Linked DNA regions of Mus musculus: region 1 is linked to region 2. A link is a contact called in public Hi-C data. All regions are on one chromosome and are shown on one strand. Each heading gives the region's core, a stretch centred on a gene start, on an enhancer-like site or on the middle of the called end of the contact. The rest is flanking DNA. Distances are from core to core; before and after follow the strand shown. Region 1 has its middle 55 kb from the start of Gm46509. Region 2 overlaps Asap1 (ArfGAP with SH3 domain, ankyrin repeat and PH domain1).

Region 1 (2,861 bases), core at 307-2,806, 280 kb after region 2:
TTGACCAAGTTAAGGAACTTGAGTTGCTTCCATAACATTGGCCATTATATAGGCAAATCTGCAGTGCATTTTTTTTCTTTTAGACTAATGATTGATGCGGGAGGACACAGCCCCCAGTGAGAGGTGCTACCCATGGACAGGTCGTCATGGATTGCATAAAAAAGGAAGCTAAGAAAGCCATGATAAGCAAGCTAGTAAGCAGTGCATTTCCATGGCTTGTTTCAGTTCCTGCCTTGTAGCTTCCTGACTTGAGTTTCTGCTCTGACTTCCTTTCTTGGTCGACTATAAGTTTGAAATAAACCTTTTTCTCTGAAGTTGCTTTTTGCCATGGTATTCATCACAGCTATAGAAAGCATACTAACACACGGATCAGGACCTATCCTGAAGACAGATCTTCTTGGGCAGATGATCCAGAGTGCCCTTAGAGTGCTAGACATCATGGCTTATACTGAGGATATGGTGACAAGACAGGGGCTTTGGGGAAGCCTTCTTGATGGCTTTGACAGAGCTAGGCTCTGTGCCTTGTACCAGTAAGGGTAAAGTGGCTCTTTTGTTTTGATTTGCTTTGAGACAGGGTCACACTATATAGCGGAGGCTGGGCTTGAACTTGTAATTATTTATCTTCAGCCTCCTTAGTCCCTTAAGTACAGGCATTTATCATTGTGTCTGGCTAGTACATTGGTTCTTAAGACTATGTTCTGCAGGGCTCTGAGCAACTGTGTTGCCAGGAGTGACTGAAGCTGCAACTCGGCAGCTGTGAGCTCTTTGGCTATAGAGGTGGCTCGCAAAGTAAGGTTCAAAGTGATGGACGGAGGAAAGAAATCATCACAAGACCCTTGTTGAATTTGCCCATGGAGCTCATTTTGGTGACTTTATTTCTGTCTCTTTCTTGTACAGGATCCCAGAAATGTGATACTGGATCAAGTCTTCAAAGAACAGGATGGGGAGGGGAGTAGTAAGGGGTTGGTAGAACAGAAAGTAAGGGGGGAAAAAGAGAAGGTGACAGAGAAAGAGAGAAGAGATAGAAGTCTTTTCTACACCAAATAAAGCATAATGCAAAGTCACCTGGTCCCTACAGCCCTGGGAGGATGGCAACAGCTTTCTTTTCTATTCTGGCTGTTAACATCCCACCTCTCCCTGCTGCAGCCTTTCCTTGTCCTTCCTGGCTGTGTGTAGATTTTCTCAGTGGGTTCCTGGCTCCTCTTCCAACATGTAGGCCATAGATCCTTTCTAAGATGAGAGTCTAATAGCACAATGACTCTGCTCTCCTCTGTGTTTCTTCATGCCCCTTTGAATAAGGTCTGTGCTCCTTGGAACTACATTGAAGATGCTCCCCATTACTGCTATGCCTCATCCGTTCTGTTCAATCGCTCTGCCCTATGCCTCTCACTCCTGGTACTTGGATATTCTATCACCCTCTGAATGCATCACCTGGCTCTTCCGTTCTTGGCAGACACCTCAGTTTTCAAGACTATCCAGGCGCCACAGTCTTCTCAAAGCTTTCCCAGACACCCACATGCCTGGCCCTTGCATAATTATCCACTGGAACCAGTACAAAGCCCTTGCATGTTGCCAACAACACTTGAATGGACTTTGTAACAACAAGCAGCCAAGCCTTGCTGGGTGCCAGCACCAGGCTAAGAATTTTACATCATAGTTTATTTGAAGTCTCTGAGCCATCTCTGAGAGAGGTGCTGTTACTATCATTTACATTTTGAGAGAGGGTGACTAAAGGTCAGTGAACACGAGAGTGAACTTGCTCAGGATCATACAGCCGGTCGACTCACAGTGCACACTGGAACCCATGTCTGTCTCACTGGGTAACTTTTGCCTCTTTAGGAAGTTACCATTGATTAGATGGAGCTGGGGTGTCAAGGTTTGGCCATTGGCTTGAAATGGTGCCCAGCCTTTTATTTGGCTCAGCAACTGGCCTTGACCAGTTGCTGGTCAAGGTATCTAGGGGAGTGACCTATGGGTGGTGTGATGTTCTCAATCCACCAACTTGGCCAGGTCTGGGTAGAAGGTGAGTGTAGGTGGTTTTTTGTTTGTTTGTTTGTTTGTTTTTGTTTTTTTGTTCTTGTTTTTTGTTTTTTGTTTTTGTTTTTGTTTTTGTTTTTTGGCAAGGGAGATACTTGGACTTCAAGGCAGTGAGCAGTTACGATAACAATAACAAGCAGTCTCTAAGAACTCCTCATTGCCCAATCAGCAGTAACAAACAAAGCAGAGGATCTCAACATGGCTTTTGTCCATCCGGTTGATTGATTTCCCAGTGATGAGCTCCTGGAGATGGAAACACCTTAGGGTTGAGGAATCCCTTGTCTCTCCTCCTATGCAATAAAACAAAACCCCTCGACTCGAGCCCCGGGCTACCTTGCCAGCAGAGTCTTGCCCAACACCCGCAAGGGCCCACACGGGACTCCCCACGGGATCCTAAGACCTCTGGTGAGTGGAACACAGCGCCTGCCCCAATCCAATCGCGCGGAACCTGAGACTGCGGTACATAGGGAAGCAGGCTACCCGGGCTTGATCTGGGGCACAAACCCCTTCCACTCCACTCGAGCCCCAGGCTACCTTGCCAGCGGAGTCGCCTGACACCCGCAAGGGCCCACACAGGATTCCACACGAGATCCTAAGACCTCTAGTGAGTGGAACACAACTTCTGCCAGGAGTCTGGTTCGAACACCAGATATCTGGGTACCTGCCCTGCAAGAAGAGAGCTTGCCTGCAGAGAATACTCTGCCCACTGAAACTAAGGAGAGTGCTACCCTCCAGGTCTGCTTATAGAGGCTAACAGAGTCACCTGAAGAACAAGCTCTTAACAGTGACAACTAAAACAGCTAGCTTCAGAGATTACCAGATGG
Region 2 (2,700 bases), core at 15-2,514:
ATCACCTTTTCTAGAGAGTTCGCAATACACATACATGCAATCTGTTATGTGGTGTTCTGTATCTGGCATAACGTTTTATATGTTCATTTATGTTGAAGTATGTACCAATATTTCATTCTTTTGCCTGGCTGAATACTATTCTGCTGGATGAATATTTGTTTAACTTGATAGGTATATATGTTTCCAAGTACTGTAAATAATAGTTATGCAATTTTCATGCATATACTTCTGTTTATATACCCCTGTTTGGCTCTTCTGGGGATTTATTTTATAACTTTTACAAACAATTGTACTACCTTATGTTTCTAATAGTGATAAATGGGTTTCCTGTTTTTCATAGCCTGTCCAAAACTTACTTTCTTTCTTTTTTGGGGGGGAGGGGTTGAGACAGGATTTCTCTGTTAGTCCTGGCTGTCCTGGAACTCACTCTGTAGACCAAGCTGGCCTCAAACTCAGAAATCCGCCTGCCTCTGCCTCCCAAGTGCTGAGATTAAAGGCGTGCGCCACCACTGCCCAGCCAAAGCTTACTTTCTATTTGTGTTATTTTAATTACAGCTTGCCCAGGGGGTATGAAATGGTGTCTCACTTCTTATTTTTATTTGTACGTCCCTAATGATTAATGATGCTGAATATTTTATCATGTGATACTTTCCAATTATATATCTCCTTCAGAAAAATGGCTATTCAAACTCTTTGCCCAGTCAAAAACTTGGAGTGCCCTTTTGTCGTTGTATTCTGTATACATCAGAACTCTCAGCTTTTATTAGGGAAGTGACTTACAGACGCTTTACCCCACTCAGTGGACTGGCTTCCTGTTTTTCTCTCAATATCTTTTCATGAACAGAGCTTTGATTTTGATGTCTAATTTCCCTTGGGCTCTGTGGTTACTCTGTCAGTACTGACATGATTAAGCATCTACTAAACAAATGCCCCTGTAGACAAGCTACTGAATTCTGAATTAAAGTGTCCTGACTCTGTGATATAGAAGGGAAACCGCCACATGTGAAAACCAGTGAGTCTAGACGTTCTGGGCTGTCCAGCAGTTCCTGGGAGCTGTTACTTGTTAGTATAATCTGTTATGATGAAAGAGTCCTGCTTGTAAATGCTCTTATCTCTGCAGATCACAATCAATCCCATAGTAAAGGGAGTGGGCGGTTTGTTTTGAAAGCAGGATGTTATTGGCAATGTTCATGGTGAGTGAGCAGCAATGTGGGTGAGTTGGAACAGGTAGGGACAGTTCGTTTCTGCTCTCTTTCCAATGTAAACACTAGATCCGTACTGAGGTGCTGTGATTCCCCAAAGCATTATGCAGCAAACTCCCTGGTGAGTGCTAGCTGGGTGTACTGAAAACTATTTTGGGAACTGGAACTGGAGCTCAGAAGAAATCTTTAAAATAAAGACTTGAGTAGACACTGCTTTACAGGGCTACACTCTGCATATTAAATATGGGTTGGGAGGGACTAGGATAGCAGGAAGAATTTCTAGAAGACAACCTCCCTAGCTTCTTCCTTCCAACAATAGGGCAACTTAGAGACAAAGCCTAGAATCAGTCAACCTGGCTACCTAAGGCTCAGAACCTCACCTCTTAAGGAGCTTGTCCTGTGGATCTGTCCTTCTGCCAATCTCTCTGGGCTCTAGTGAAAGGCTCTGTTCTGTTACCATATCTCAAAGTCCACCTGCCCTGCAAGGCCCATCCAAAGTCCCGCCACCACCTTCTTTCAGATATAGCCACTGCCCTCCTTAGCTTTTCCAGGAGTCTCTCCTCTTGGTACCCATGGTATAGGTCATAGAACACCTTATGATTATCAGTTACCTACCTGACTGCCAGGAACACTCAACAACACCCAGAAAGCAGCTCTGTTTGAATCTAACTCTAGAACCTAGCAAAGCACCTAGCCTTTGGAAGGAGGCCAGTGAATGGCTATGGGTAGGAACAAAGGAAAAGAACAAAGCAATAAGGAGCATCAGGCTGCATCCACTTTAAATAATGCTGCTCTCACTCTACTCACAGAGGCTAACTTACACACAGGTTGCAAAGCGCTCTCTGTTGGGGACCCACATGCATGGAGACCTCAAACTCTTCTATCCAGAGTTGGGGAGTAAGAGAGACTCTTAAAATCAGGTAAAGGTTTGCCATCAAGTGCTGCAATTCAGAAGATTCAGAGATTCATCTCTTTTGGTAAAAGTTTGTAGATTAGAGGTTTCTTAAAAAAACAAAAACCAAAAACAAAAAAACACCCGAAGCTGATCCAAGACAAAAATACCATCTTAAGTTAAAATCAGGAATCATATTGTTGCTCCACCTATAGGGTTGCAGACCCCCTCAGCTCCTTGGGTACTTCCTCTAGCTCCTCCATTGGGGGTTCTGTGTTCCATCCAATAGCTGACTGTGAGCATCTACTTCTGTATTTGCCAGGCACTGGCATAGCCTCACACGAGACAGCTGTATCAGGGTCCCTTCAGCAAAATCTTGCAGGCATGTGCAATAGTGTCTGCATTTGGTGGCTGATGAACTAACCAGTACCCGCAGAGCTCGTGTCTCTAGCTGCATATGTAGCAGATGGCCTAGTCGGCCATCGTTGGGAAGAGAGGCCCCTTGGTCTTGCAAACTTTATATGCCCCAGTACAGAGGAATGCCAGGTAGGGGAGCAGGGCAGGCGGGGGAGGGTATAGGGGAATTTCGGGATAGCATTTGAAATG

Evidence for each region. A called contact is a pair of places that touch in the nucleus more often than the background predicts.
Region 1: a Hi-C map of liver shows a contact between it and region 2, with 2.5 times the contacts expected there. The contact joins two enhancer-like sites. A contact is called at or near these places in 1 of 15 datasets of contacts at CTCF or cohesin (the NIH/3T3 cell line), 8 of 484 Hi-C or Micro-C datasets (bone marrow-derived dendritic cells, bone marrow-derived macrophages, cerebral cortex and 4 more) and 1 of 115 datasets of contacts at active chromatin or transcription factors (astrocytes).

Annotation. Positions count from the first base shown.
Region 1 is chr15:64,447,240-64,450,100 of GRCm38.p6, forward strand. No RefSeq gene overlaps it. Among named protein-coding and RNA genes, the nearest start is that of Gm46509, 55 kb to the right of the region's middle. Within about 2 kb of position 1,557, at least 42 of the 459 cell types and tissues checked have an H3K27ac peak or open chromatin away from gene starts, as enhancers often do. A contact at or near this core is called in bone marrow-derived macrophages and liver, where this site is marked.
Region 2 is chr15:64,162,582-64,165,281 of GRCm38.p6, forward strand. The region is part of intron 9 of Asap1 (ArfGAP with SH3 domain, ankyrin repeat and PH domain1); the gene reads right to left. Among named protein-coding and RNA genes, the nearest start is that of Gm20717, 66 kb to the left of the region's middle. Within about 2 kb of position 1,265, at least 47 of the 459 cell types and tissues checked have an H3K27ac peak or open chromatin away from gene starts, as enhancers often do. A contact at or near this core is called in bone marrow-derived macrophages and liver, where this site is marked.